2 separate regions of the Mus musculus genome follow, and region 2 is linked to region 1. A link is a contact called in public HiChIP or PLAC-seq data. All regions are on one chromosome and are shown on one strand. Each heading gives the region's core, a stretch centred on a gene start, on an enhancer-like site or on the middle of the called end of the contact. The rest is flanking DNA. Distances are from core to core; before and after follow the strand shown. Region 1 overlaps Tenm3 (teneurin transmembrane protein 3). Region 2 overlaps Tenm3 (teneurin transmembrane protein 3).

Evidence for each region. HiChIP or PLAC-seq counts read pairs in DNA pulled down with a chosen protein or histone mark.
Region 2: an H3K4me3 HiChIP or PLAC-seq map of embryonic forebrain shows a contact between it and region 1, with 3 times the contacts expected there. The contact joins two enhancer-like sites. A contact is called at or near these places in 2 of 484 Hi-C or Micro-C datasets (the N1E-115 cell line and liver), 7 of 115 datasets of contacts at active chromatin or transcription factors (embryonic basal ganglia, embryonic forebrain, embryonic midbrain and 2 more) and 1 of 9 other capture datasets (embryonic stem cells).

Annotation. Positions count from the first base shown.
Region 1 is chr8:48,220,122-48,226,776 of GRCm38.p6, reverse strand. It overlaps Tenm3 (teneurin transmembrane protein 3), which reads left to right. Exons shown (of 27, transcript NM_001145937.1): 27 at 1-1,112. It overlaps Gm32923 (a long non-coding RNA gene), which reads right to left. Exons shown (of 3, transcript XR_870430.3): 1 at 3,798-6,655; 2 at 2,336-2,418; 3 at 1,438-2,176. Among named protein-coding and RNA genes, the nearest start is that of Gm32923, 3.4 kb to the right of the region's middle. Within about 2 kb of position 1,811, at least 3 of the 459 cell types and tissues checked have an H3K27ac peak or open chromatin away from gene starts, as enhancers often do. A contact at or near this core is called in embryonic forebrain, where this site is marked.
Region 2 is chr8:48,457,266-48,463,897 of GRCm38.p6, reverse strand. All of the region lies in intron 2 of Tenm3 (teneurin transmembrane protein 3), which reads left to right. Among named protein-coding and RNA genes, the nearest start is that of Gm51531, 150 kb to the right of the region's middle. Within about 2 kb of position 5,312, at least 63 of the 459 cell types and tissues checked have an H3K27ac peak or open chromatin away from gene starts, as enhancers often do. A contact at or near this core is called in embryonic forebrain, where this site is marked.

The DNA of each region.
Region 1 (6,655 bases), core at 562-3,061:
AGATTTCTCAGTTCATTGAGCTATAGTACACACTGTTTTCCTCTCTGTATAATGGTGACAAATATAGCAAGTGAACATGTCGTAAATATAAAGGTTCAAGTGATGTATTGAAAATAATTTTCTAACTGCTTTGTATGTATCACATACTCTAAATTGCACAGTAGGCGTGTTTATTAAACAGATTGGCTGGGAAAGTTTTGAAATAGTACTGAATTTACAGTCTCAGTGCTATTCCTGTTGCTGTGTATGTGGTAGGTTATACCGAAGTAACTAATCTTCTAATGAATGCTGATATTTTATTAGAATGAAAGCACAGATTAGCATTAATATTTTTTATCCTGGAAATCCTTTGGCAAGTACTGGGCAGCCCAAATTTAGAAAACTATGAGATTTCAAACCACGTAAACATGGTTCTGTTGGACATTTTATTTTTTAACTGTTAACTTAGGTGTTCGCAGTTCTGTTGAATGGGACTTCTGCAGGACTGTATTTAGCATGCTGTAAGTACTTTGGGGTGAAATAGGCTCCGAGTCTAAATTCTCAGAAATGTCTGTGATGTATTGACCATGAATAGCGTGTACCACATGACAGAAGTGAAATTACACTCTTAACCCCTTCTCAACGTGGACTGGTCTTTACAGGGGCACCAATAAATGACAGATCTGGAGAGTCTCCTGGTGCTTATTTTAGAAGTCAAATCAACCCAATTAGTATCTTGTTAGTAGATATAATGAGCCTATTTCTTTCTAAAAAGGCTTGTGGTCTGGACGTGCTTTTACAAGAAATAGTGACCTTGGGGAATATGTAAACAAGAGATCTTTTTCTAAGAGTTTGGGGGGAGGTTGGGGGACCTGTATAATGACAAAAAAAAATTAGCTTACAACAATGACAACAACAAAAAACAAAAACAAAAGAAATTGATATTCAAAGTATTTTAGGCAAAGCCAGTCAAAATGCTTTCATGATATTTTGAGATGTAAATTTTTGTCTGATTTGTATTGTTCTTTTCGTTTGCCTTCTTAACTTTATATGTGACCTGAATTTTCCATAACTTGATGACTATAGATTGCATCTAGGCATTCCAATAAAAGCCAACCCAATGTGTGTGCGTTTATATGTTTCTTTCAAGTCTTGACTAGCCAGAATTGCTTTTGTGTTTCACGTGGATACAGAAGGAGGCGGATCTGGGGCTGTAATTCATCTACACCCAAACCCATGATAGCTCTCATTCCTACTGAGTTTGGATCCTTGTTTTGTTTTTGTATTTAGTTTCAAAATGACAGCTCGGAGGAGCACACTTCACAGAGGTCTCTACCCTGGCCTACTTTAGAAAAATGTTAACTCCCCCTCCACAAAGCCAAACCCTAACTGTAAAGGAAGAATTGAAAAAAAAAAAAAAATCACCCATTACTCCTGGAAATCGGGTCTCATTCCTGTGATGTTGGCATTGAGTGTGCTTAATTAAAACACTTGATTAGAATAATCAGTTTGGGCCCGATAGGTTCTCAGCCTCCTGGAGATGTCTAAATCTACATATAGACCTACTGATTAGGGTTTGCTTTGTTCAGCAATTCCAGGCTGACAGACCAGGGCTTTGATTTTGGTATGAAAAGGCAGACTTCCCCATGCTTGCTTTTACAGTGACAACCTCAACTTGATATGGCAGCGTGGATGCTACTGGAGTCAGGTCATCCCGCTTGGCAAAGAGACTGGTTTCTTCTCAGATCAGAGTTCAGTGTGCTCCCAGGCACTCAGTAAAGCAGAGCTTAGCCCAACCCTTTCCCTTTACAGCGCTTTCCTTGTCCCGAGCAAGCTCGGAGAACAATAGTGGACGTGAACTTTAGATAATGAACTGGGTACCAAACATGCCACTCGCTCCCACGGTGAAATGAAAAGTGCATCGGTATTTACATTCACTGCAAGGTGCCTACTAGTCACGTGACTCGCCCCCACAAGCACTTAAAGGAAACCTAGAGAGATTAGCCTGCCTTCAAAGCCCTAACCATGCCCACTCCTCTCCCTGTTCACGGCCTTTTCTTTTGTCTCTGCTGATCCCAGAAGCAGCCATTTCTCTTACCAGGTAGACAGCCAATCAGCTATCTGTGTAAGGTGCTCTTTGGAATACAGGGAGTCCAGAAGAGGAAGCCTGAAGGCGCCGATTCATGACATGCTCGGTCTGTAACAAACAGCCCCTGAGCAGTGCTCTTACAGGACACAGCCCACCCATGAAATGCCACCACCCAACCCAGGTGACACGGATGCTATCCAGGCTCCTGCAGAGCGAGGCAGGACCTCCCCCTCGAGAGCCTTGAAGGGCAGCCTGGCAGGGTCATACCCCTTCCACAGGTAACGCCATCACACTGTCCTGAAGACAAGTGAGCTCCGCCTGCAGCTCCAGTCCGCAGCGCGCAGTAAATTCTAGGTGAGGGAGAAAGAACGTAGAGAAATTTGAGCAAGTTATCCAAGTATGGATGGGGTTCAAGCCAAAATGAGCAAAGACTCTCTATCAGGGAGTTAGCTTTCCTGCCGCGATAGCTTCACCCCAGACGGCTCTGGTGGTACTACCTGCTGTGTTTGCATAAGTCACAAGACATGGGCTTTATGTCCCTGTCTATCTGCCAATATTTCTAGCTTCTTGGCTCCCTCGTCTATGGAAAGAAGTCATCCATGCAATGCTAATGAGTGCCCATCATATCCAAAGGAGGGATTAGAGATTTTTCCATAAGCCTCTCCTTTGACTTTGTCATCCTACCAAGGTCATGGAGAAAGGTGACACATTGTTTATATATCCCTACTCACCTTAACCACAGGGTGAACCCAAGTTCCAAAACGGTAGTGACAAGGCTGCTAGAGTGTTCTGCCCTCTGATCCAAGCCCCCAGAATGAAAAATCCTCTTACCACTTTTCTCGTCTGTTACCACCTCTACAAGCAATGGTCTCTTGATGTCAGTTAATTACTAATAACTTTTAGGTAGATCGAGCAAACCTTTTCATTAATGAACCAACTTAAAATTCTGACATAGAGCACTACAGGAGTCCTAGAGCCTTGTGTATAGAGAATTTACCACAGACTGGTGCTGAGCTTAAAAGTAACATCATTATTCAGTTTAGAGATAATGGGCTCAACAAAGCAAATTTAATAAATCCTTCCGGGATCTAAGCAGAGGAAAATTAAAATTAGAAGTATAAATTGTTAGTTCTAGGGCAAGAGAGTGGCTCAGTTGCAGTCTTCCTGCCTATAGGATGACTTGTATGTGGCCCCTGGCATCCACCTGCATTAGGAAGGGAGATCACATTCTTTTTACATGTGCAGACATTTCCTGAATCCCACCAGCAATGGCTATGTCCATATGACAGCATCGCTCTCGCTGCATAGAATGGACGCGATTTACAACCGGTCCTCTGAGTGGAAAGGCATTCCGAAAGCTTCTCGAAACTTAACGCTGTCAAGGTGAGGGGAGTGTAAACACCCAGGGAGGGAAAGTGACCTGAGCTGAAAAGAGACCTGCTCATCGGAACTCTGAGCTCTTCCACCTCAGGTTCTTGTCACGAGGTGACTAGCAACAGTTTTGGTGAAGATCCACTTCATCCCAACATTCCCTCCCAGATAAACGGACGGGAAGCCTATTGTGCCAAGTTCAGAAATTAACTCCTTAAAAGTCGTTCCCAGGTCCTCCTGCCTCTACATCCTCCCCTTTTCTCTCCCTTAATTCTCTCTTTCTGAAATGACCCCAGCAAGAGCTGCCTGGGTTGTAACCATTTAAAAAAAAAAAAACATTGTGTCTGCTTTTCTTCACCTTAGGGGGAAAGCCATGCTGGTCCATTGATAAGCCAGGTGATTTTGACAGTTGAGGATATCACAGGGAAGGAGAGTCTTTCATCTCCAACTTATTGACAAAAGGTTATGAGCAAGCAGGTTTCAAAGTCTCACTTCAGCTGTGACATTATCTCCAAGGTCAGGCTTGAGATTTAAGCATTATTCTCCATCGCTGAAACGCAATTCTGCAAAGCACATAGAGGGAGACGTTGAGTGGTCCGAGCAGCACGGCTCACAAGAAATAGGGAAGGGAGTGACAATCTTTCTACAAGTCTGTCCTCAGTTTTCAGGACTCTGGCTTTTTGGAGGAGTAAGATCCTGTCTCAACATCTGGTGACACCCTTGAGGAGTGAGCCTCAGCAGAGACCTGTGTCTGGGTCATGGTGGCTGCGAGGCACTTTCATGAAGGGCTCTTGCGCCCCCTAGCGATGGGCGTCTTAGCTGTCGACGTCTACGCTAAAGTGGCAGCAATGTCCCGAACCAGAAACAAAACAAAACACAAAAACAAAGGGAGACTTAAGATCTCCATCTACCCGGCTCTGGATGGGCCAATTCAAACGATCCTCTCTGGTCCCATTCTGTTCTGCCCGTAGACTTCCACACATAAAGCGATTCCTTCTGCTTCATGCACCGCCTCACTGAAGCTTGGTCCTTGCAATCCTTACTCCCATAAGATTTTTCCCGACCGCATGCGCCTGCAGAAGTTCTGTCAATCCATGTTCCTCTCGCCTGGCAGATCATAAGAGGGCCCTTCCTCCCAGGAGTTGTCCGCAGGCTGTCTGAGTCCCGCAGCCCACTCAGAACACTGATTGCTGAAATACATTGTTTACTTTTTACTTTCCATGTTAACAGCCCTGTCGCCGCGAAGACTTTCCCAGAAGGACAGATTATTTAAATTCAGAGTGGCATTTTTATTTCTGCCCAAGCTAGGCTCTCACAGAAAGTGCGAGAATGACAGGCAGCCTGAAAAAAAAAAAATCCTTCCTGCCCCCAGCCCCTCCCTTCCACAGCTTGGCCTCATTTGCCAGGGTGAGAAAAAAAAAAAAAATGGACTTTCAACCTTTCTTTCCTGGGTTGTCACACAGAGAAGCCAGTACATGCTGATTTTAAGTGACAGCATGTACCTACCTTAAGAAACCGTCCCTGGCTAGGTAGAATCTAGTGACATTTCTGGAGGCTCCTTTGGGGACCCAAATAAGTAGACCCATTTCCCCACTTTCTCTCTGAGATTAAAAAAAGGGGGGCTAGAGATCACATAGGAAGTCAAAATATCATGGCAGACAAGATGAGATCAGAACCCTACACCTCATGAGAAGATAAAAGTGGACCGCTAGATGTCCGGACTGAACGAGCATCTTGCCCTTCCGTGACAGAACCGCCAGGCCAGACAGGCAGGCTGTCCGTGGGAGGAGGAGGGGAGGGAACAACACTCTTCTACATGAGCCAAGTATGTCCAAGTTCCTATCTTCACCGTTCTCCGGGAAGGCTCCCTCGGGTGCTCCTGGGAGCTGGAGTCCCAGGGAGAGGACACCCCCAGCGGCACACATACACACACCCAGAGCACGGAGAGCCAGGTTCTGCAGCTGGATTAGAAGGCCTATCAGTCCTGGTCTTCAGTCTTTGCTTTTCCCTGGTGCTAAAGCAAGAGCTGGCTTCCCTCACCTGGCCTCTGCCAAAGTACAAGGGGGTCCCCCACATGCCACCTCTTCCTTCTGTGACAGCTGCAGCTCTCTTTGGTGGCTGGCAGTCCTAAACCAGTCCTAAAACCCAAAGTTGCCGCCTCCTAAGTACAAACTGACAGCATTCCAGATTCGGAGGTCCCCACTCTCCCTCCCAGAGCCCTACCCACCCACAGTCACACCTAGAGGCGGTGTTCTATGCCAGTAGTAAAGGCAGGGGAGGCGGGCTCCGGCTCGGGGCTCTTTGAAGGCAACAGGTCCCCAATTACTTCCCGCTCATTAAACTGTGGACGTAGCCTTGCCTGGCTCTTGTAAATCAAAGAAAACACGACTAGCCTTGCCATACTCGGGCTCTGTCTGCAGCCTCCGCCAATTAGCACTCTAGTTAATCAAACTTTAGAAGGTCCCTGGAGAGGCGGTGGAACTGGGAGCAGGCCGGAGCAGAAAAGACCCATTCAGTCTCCGCTTTGCCTGGCTGAAGGCAGCCACTTGTTTTCAGTCAGTTTTCTCCATCTTTAAAGTGGGCTGCTCTGTACATCCCTTAAGCTGTGTGTGCGCATGCGTGCGTGTGTGGGTGCGCGTGTGCGTGCGTGCATGCGCACATGCGCAGAGTGAAAAAGAAGGTGAGCAGAAAAGTTAGAACGAAGACTTCGGGATAATTCTTGCTTGATGCCTTTCAGCATCTCTGGGAGAGTTTCTAGCTGCGCCAATAGCTGAGGTCCCTGAGCTCTTAGGGGTGTTCCCTAGAAATGGGACTTCCTTCCCGGTTTCCTCCGCTCTAGCACAGCATCTTTATCCTTCCAAGATGGTGTGAACAGTCGGTGATTTTTGAATCACAAGAGAATCAGATGGAATAATGTTCTGCATTATTCGGGCCAGCTCCTCAGGCTTTTGCTCCATTCAAGAGAAGGAAACTGAGTGGCTGAGGGAAACAGGCAGAGTACATTAACGGCATCCTTTGGTCTGTACGGGATAGTGCACAATTTTGTTCCGTTCTCCTGGCAGCCTCAAAGGCCAAGAAAACACTGAGCCAGAAGGTCGTATGGGTGCAGGAAGGGTCCCTACTCTGTCTGGCCCTGTTCCGTGCTCTGGAATGTCTGGAATCCTTGCACCACTACTAATGGCCGCCCCAGATGATGGCCCAGCACCAAGACCACTC
Region 2 (6,632 bases), core at 4,063-6,562, 230 kb before region 1:
AGACTCAGTCCCCATTCCCAAGGATCTTTGTCTGCTTAGGTGATGTTTAAACATTGTATTCTGCCTTGGTCGGAGCTTCATCAAATTCGGTTCTGCTGTACCCCTTGGAAACTTGAAGACTGTTCTGAGAGCCACCAAGCTAATTAAAGGATTAGTAAATGAGACTCGTGTGAAAAAAAAAAAAAAAGCTCAAGAAGAACTGAATTATTTAGCAGGGAGGAAAGCAAGCCAAGGGGACATATATTAATCGTTTTGAAGATGTAATGGAGGTAGCCATCTGGTCTTAGTTGGCCAAGGTTGGGCAAGAAAATGGTGGCCGAAAGTCTGGTATGAGGCATTTAGGTAAGAATTGGACATTAAAGATCACGTGAATTAATTTAATATAGGTACTATTAATAAATGGGCTTCTGACATTTCATATTATACTTAAATGATATGTAGTATCTTCATTCACCCAAGTTGGATTTTCACTGAATTTAGGGATCAAATGAAGAATGTTTAAAAAATTCTCTGTAATTCTTCTAAAGATCTTAGAGCTTGCCAGGACAGGAGCTGACACTGCAGGACAACGTGTGATACTGAAACAGTAAAACCAGCCAGCTGTAGGGAGGGCAGTCTTGTGATAAGCATATTCGAATTGCCTTTATAATCTTGCCTTTTTCTGGGTCCTGGGAATTGAACCCAGAGCCTCATGCGTGCAAGCCATGGGCTCTCCAACTTACTTCCAGCCTCTTTGCTGCTTTTATAATCTTAATAAATCATTAGAAAATTGAAACTCGTTTGCCCAAGAGCAAGAATTTAACCCTTCAAATAACTGAAGTTGGCTTGTAAAATACCCCCATTCTTTTTCTCAGTTGCACACCTTTGGAAAGGTGTATGCTAACAGTTAATCCCTTCTTTAATTTGAGTTAAAAAACATTCTTGCTGGTAGACTGGACAAGACTTGCTCATACCACAATAGCTTGAGGGCCTCTGTGTGGTGATCGAAACCTCCAAAGAAAATGGACATTTAGAGTCCGTCTGCCTTCTGGATTCACTTATTTCAAAGCCTCTAATTTTAAAGCCCATTCACCTCAGGTGCCCAAATTCCTCAAACCAAAAGGGGTCTTAACTCAGTCTTTTCTCCTTGCCAAATGAATAATTTCATGTCTCCTCCCTTACCAAATGACCACTGTAATTCCTTAATCCTCTTAGGAAGGTATCTCAATTTTCCCCCCTCATAAAAACCTTATGTATCCTATTTCCTGTGCCCAATCTCAGATACTAATGTGTGTGTAAATTGTGTTACCTGGCCAATAAGAGTAACCTGGAAAATGAATGAATGAATGGCTCTTAGGTGGGAAGGTGTTCATTTTCATGTAATTGCCATGCTCTTGGTTTGGGAAACTAAGAACACATAGGTTTTGTGTGTGTGTGTGTGTGTGTGTGTGTCTCTATCTTATCATGTGTCTGTGTGTGTATGTGACTGTGTCTCTGTGTGTGTGTGACTGTATGTGTTTGCCTCTGTGTGTGTCAGTGTATGTTTGTGTGTGTGTCTCTTTCTCTCTCTTTATGTGCCTCGGTGTGTTTCTGTGTGTGTGTGTCTGTCTGTCTGTCTGTCTATCTGTATGTGCCTGTCTGTGTGTTCCTGTGTGTGCATTCATCTCTAATTTGCTTACTTGTTTTGTATATGCTTTCAGCCCTTCATGAAAATGTGAAAGATGTGTTTGTGCTGTTGCGCTACTACAGAGAAACACACATTTGCTCCTTTTAAGTGAGTCAACTTTAGACAAGAGGAAATGAAATCTTCCGTTTTCCTCTGAACATTGAGTTGCTAAAGTCAAGTTTTACAGTGTGCTTGAACCAGGACCAATCTGACTACATCATCCTTCTAGCTTGTATTTCTCAAGGAGTTGCTGAGTTCCACCTTCTTGTTGTGGGCCGGGGCCTCAAACCTTCCCACGGCGTCCTCCGGTTCACTGTCTCACTAATCAGAGAGACAAGAACCATGACATTTCATTTCACTGGGACCTTTCAGCATTCAGAGAATGTGTCCTTTATACTAGCCATTAAGTACGTACACCTCTAGGAAAGATTTCCTACCATTCACAATTTCCAAGGGTGAATTTTAGCAATTCCTTATAGAAGGATAGTCTCCCAGATGGCTAACCTGCCTCAGATGTAGCATTTCTTAACCTGATGGTATCAATAGTGCCACCATTAGCACAGTGATAGGATGAGAGATCAGAGAGACTCTGAAGGGGCGGGGTCGACTCTCTAGAGCCGAGGTTCTCAACCATGCTAACACTGTGACCCTTTCATACAGTTCCTCACATTATGGTGACCCTCAACCATAAAACTATTTTTGTTGCTACTTCATAACTGTAATTTTGCTACTTCTATGAATTGGAATGTAAATAGCTGTGATTTCTGATCTTAGGCCGACCCTGTGAAAGGGTCACTTGACACCCCCCACCACACACACACACACACACACACACACTCACACACCAAAGGGGTCACAGCCCACTTGTTGAAAATTGCTGTTCTAATGGGAGAGATGAAAGTTCAGAAAGCAACACTGGAACCAAGACAAAGCTGCCTCAAACTCTTAAGTTAGCTGGGCATTGAAAAGTTTGCTGCCCAGTGGCTCTGCCAAGCCATTAAAGCAAGGAACACATGCGCTCTTCGTGATCTCTGTACATTGGTTAACATTTGAAATACTTTGAAATGCACAGTAGGAAAAAAAATCCACAAGGAGCCATAAAATAAAGGAACTTCATAAATCTCAGTAGTTTGTGATTTAAACAAAGGAAAATCAGCTCAGCTAACTCTAGTTTTAACCATCTGAACGCAGTATGTTGATCAAACTTAATGCTTCTACACTCTTCCTGAGTTTATTTTTAAAACTGGATCTGAGAACTCTAAGCCTTGCTGTTGTGAATAATGGATACATAAATGTACATATACAAGTGTGTGTGTGTGTGTGTGTGTGTGTGTGTGTGTGTGTGTGTGTGTGTGTTTAGCTAAGGGGACTTCCCTTACCTGTTATAGTAGGATCATCAGAGGTGGGGAATGAAACTAACATTTATTTCATGCCTGACATGAGCAAGCCAGTATGTCGCACCTCAAGCATACTTTTGCCTGTCCCTCTTTCTCTTCTCTCTCTCTCTCTGCCTCTGAGTCTCTGTTTCTCTCTTGTATGCATGTGCGAGTGTGTGTGTTTTGACACAAACATGGTATTTCATTTCCTCTTCTAGCCCTGAGGGTGTGGTGTCATTAGCTGGGTTTTACAGATGAAGACTACATGGCCCGGAAAGGTTAAGTAACTTGCCCAGGGTCCCCAGATTATTAAGTGGCAATTCAAAAGCAATTCAGTCGGAAAACCATAGAGGAAAAAAAAATAATCAAAAGAATTATGAAACAAAGCGCACTCTGGCACTCCCTTATATTATTCGTGCTTTGCGGGGACGGTGTTTAATTTGTCTTCTTTGCAGCCTTAATTTTGAGTTTCCACATCCCTCCTTTTCTTTCTAAACTCTTCCTCTCTTTTGGGTGATTTATATCCCTTGTTTTGTTTTGTTTTGTTTTTGCACTGTTCTAAACTTACACCAGTGAGCACCTTGGAAGGTTGAGGGAAAGGGCGGGTGGGGGTGGAACTATGGCAGTCTCCCTAGTTTTTTATGCCCTAAGCAACGAAGGCAGAACTCTCTCAGGTCTTCAGATCAGTGAACTTACTGACTTCCTTCGCTCATGGCAGTGGTCTTGTGAGAGATGCATGGTAAACAGAAAGTCCGAATTAACATGATAATCCACTTAATGGAGTTAGCTTGTGACTAACCGGGCAACTTGATCCCAGATCACTCTGTAGTGTTCCGTGAAGTTCTCTTTTATTATTATATAAACTACAAATATAACTGCGTCCCAACGACTGACAATTTACCCATCAAAGTTAAAAGAACAGAAATGTGGGGCGGAGGAGTTGGATGGTCCAGTGGTTATGTGAACTTACTGCAATTGCAGTGGACCAATGGAATGCAATTCCATTCCGAGAACCAACACAGCCCATGAGAACCATCTGTAAAGACAGTCCCAGGGGACTTGATGCCCTACCCTGGGTACCACGTACACATGCGGTGCAGACATACATGCAGGCAAAATACCCATGCACAGAGTAAAATAATAATTTAAAAAACTCAAGAAATGCCGTCTTACCCTTGCCCCTCTGGTAACTGCTGAGCTAGTTCCGTCTAATTTAAGGTAGTGCACTTCTGCAGTAAACATTGCCTTGGTAGACTTCTGGAAAAATGTCGTAGTTGTGGATGCTTTAAAATAATTAGTTGGGCGCTGGATCCTGGTGCATATCTTTAATTCCAACACTCAGGAAGCAGAGGCAGGCAGATCTCTGAGTTTGAGGCCAGCCTGAAATTTTACAGAGCAAGTTCCAGGACAGCTAGAGACACACAGAGAAACCATGTCTCAACCCTACCCCCACTTGCCCCAAAATTAATTTGGGTATATTTAAAGAAAATATCTATCTCAATTTGGGGCTGTAATATATTTCAAACTGAAGAAGTAGGAGTATAGTTCTGTTGATGGTAGGCAGTCAATAAGTGAGCCCTGGAGTAACATGGTAACCAATAATGCATCGCTGTGTGCTGTGCGACCATGTGAGGAGTCAGGTTCGTCACAAATGCTGCCTAGTTACCTAGGCAGGGACAGACGGAAGTCAGAAGTAACGCGTTATACTCCATGAGCAATAACATGTCAGGAGAAACCAGTACTCCACAGAAAAAGCATGAAGATGCCAACCTACATGTGCCCACAGACCTTGAATTGAGACCCTGCAAAGTGCAACAGTCCACTTAATACCTTGACTTACAAACTGTAAATTGTGAGTTTATAATTTTGTAAGTATTGAAATTTTCAGTTACCAATTCAGAATTTTACTGCATATTTATAACATATAAAGTGTGTGTGTGTGTGTGTGTGTGTGTGTGTGTGTGAGAGAGAGAGAGAGAGAGAGAGAGAGAGAGAGAGAGAGAGAGAGATTTAGAAGCAGGAATTTGAACTTTCCAGTTTCCTATGCTTATTCAGAATGTAATAGAAACACTTCTTTATTTTTCCTCCCTGTTTAGCATCTCTCTGTCCAGATGCAGGGCCTTGAGTCTCTTGCTCTTCGCCTTAAGAGCCCCTGGGCTTCCCCTACTTCACTGCCCCCTTTGAAGGAATGTAAGAGTCTGGCTGCGAGGAACAGCAGCCTCTCTCCCTCCTTGCCATCCAAGGAATCCCATTGTCAGATGCAGTGGGCATGAAAGCTGCATTTTACAGCACAAAGGCTCCAATAACATTTACTTCGGTTGGCTGAGAGTGAAATGCACGCAGGCACTGCTCAGTCTTGGTTGCTTAAGCACCAGCTGCCCTTGGCTTTTTGCCATTTTGTGCATTTCAAAGAGACAAGTCCTTTAAGGAGAGAGTGTTTCCCTTGTAGCTTGCTGTGGCGTAAACAGACCATTCAGGCATAGTTTATTGCATTACAAACCCAACTCAGCAAACTGGTCCAAAAATTGAATACAACAAAGTAATTAGTGGCATCATTTGGTCCTTAGAATTCATAAACACAAACGGGCCTATTTATAAAGTAAAATTGTTCCATTTTTAAAGAATCACCAAGAACCCTTTTATATTTACAGAATCGTAACTTTAATTGTAAATTTTTTTTACCTACTAAAGATAATTGCCCCCCCTTACAAATATTTTTTTCAAGCATGCTTATGGTAGTCTTCTTTATTGGATTAGCTCAGAAAATCAGAACATTGTACTTTAACCTAACCTTGAAGTAACAGTGACCTCTAAGATCAACCCTTGTGCAGATGAGTTTTGTGGGAAATGACTTTAAATTTCTGTTGTTTCTCCTTTTACCGCCAGCATGCTGGTTCACGGGTGTGTATTGCTGTTTCTGGCTGGTTATGTGGTCCTGGGGATTTTACCCAGAGCTTATAGCATGCTAGGCTATCACGCTGTCAACTGAGTTAGATCCCCAACCACCCTGTGCTATGGGGAAGAGATAGAAAAGAAAATCAAGACAAGTAGCTCTCACTTTAAGCATCCTGACCCAACTGGGCATACATGTTGCGTTCTTGTATCTCCTCTGAGTTCCTAGGACAAGGCAAAGAAAGACCTGGCTAGTGTGAAAGTGGAAGTCACTGAACCAGTACTCCAGATCCATTTATTCTAAGCATCATGCTTTCTTCACAATCCATGTAACATGTCCTCAGAGTGAGTTTCCCAACATGGCTGCCAGACATTCTCTGTCTTAATGTGCCTTGTCCTAGCCGCTGTGGTGTTTTGTTTGTTTGTTTGTTTGTTTAACCTGAATTTCTAGCATCATGTAAAATATTGGATGAAGATATTCCTTATATCAGATCAGACTGGGAAAAACACAGGGAGATATTATCAAACCCACATGAAGATTAAGGCAGTTATAACTGGAATTTTATTTATTGTTCATATGCCAGCTCAAACCACTTAATTTTTGTAAACTGAACACCCAAACTAAAGTATAATGCATTTGACTTTTTGCAATTGCTTCTCTTCCACAATTTGTTGAAGGAGCTAGCTTTCAGCTTTTAATATTTCCAAACATTTTTTTT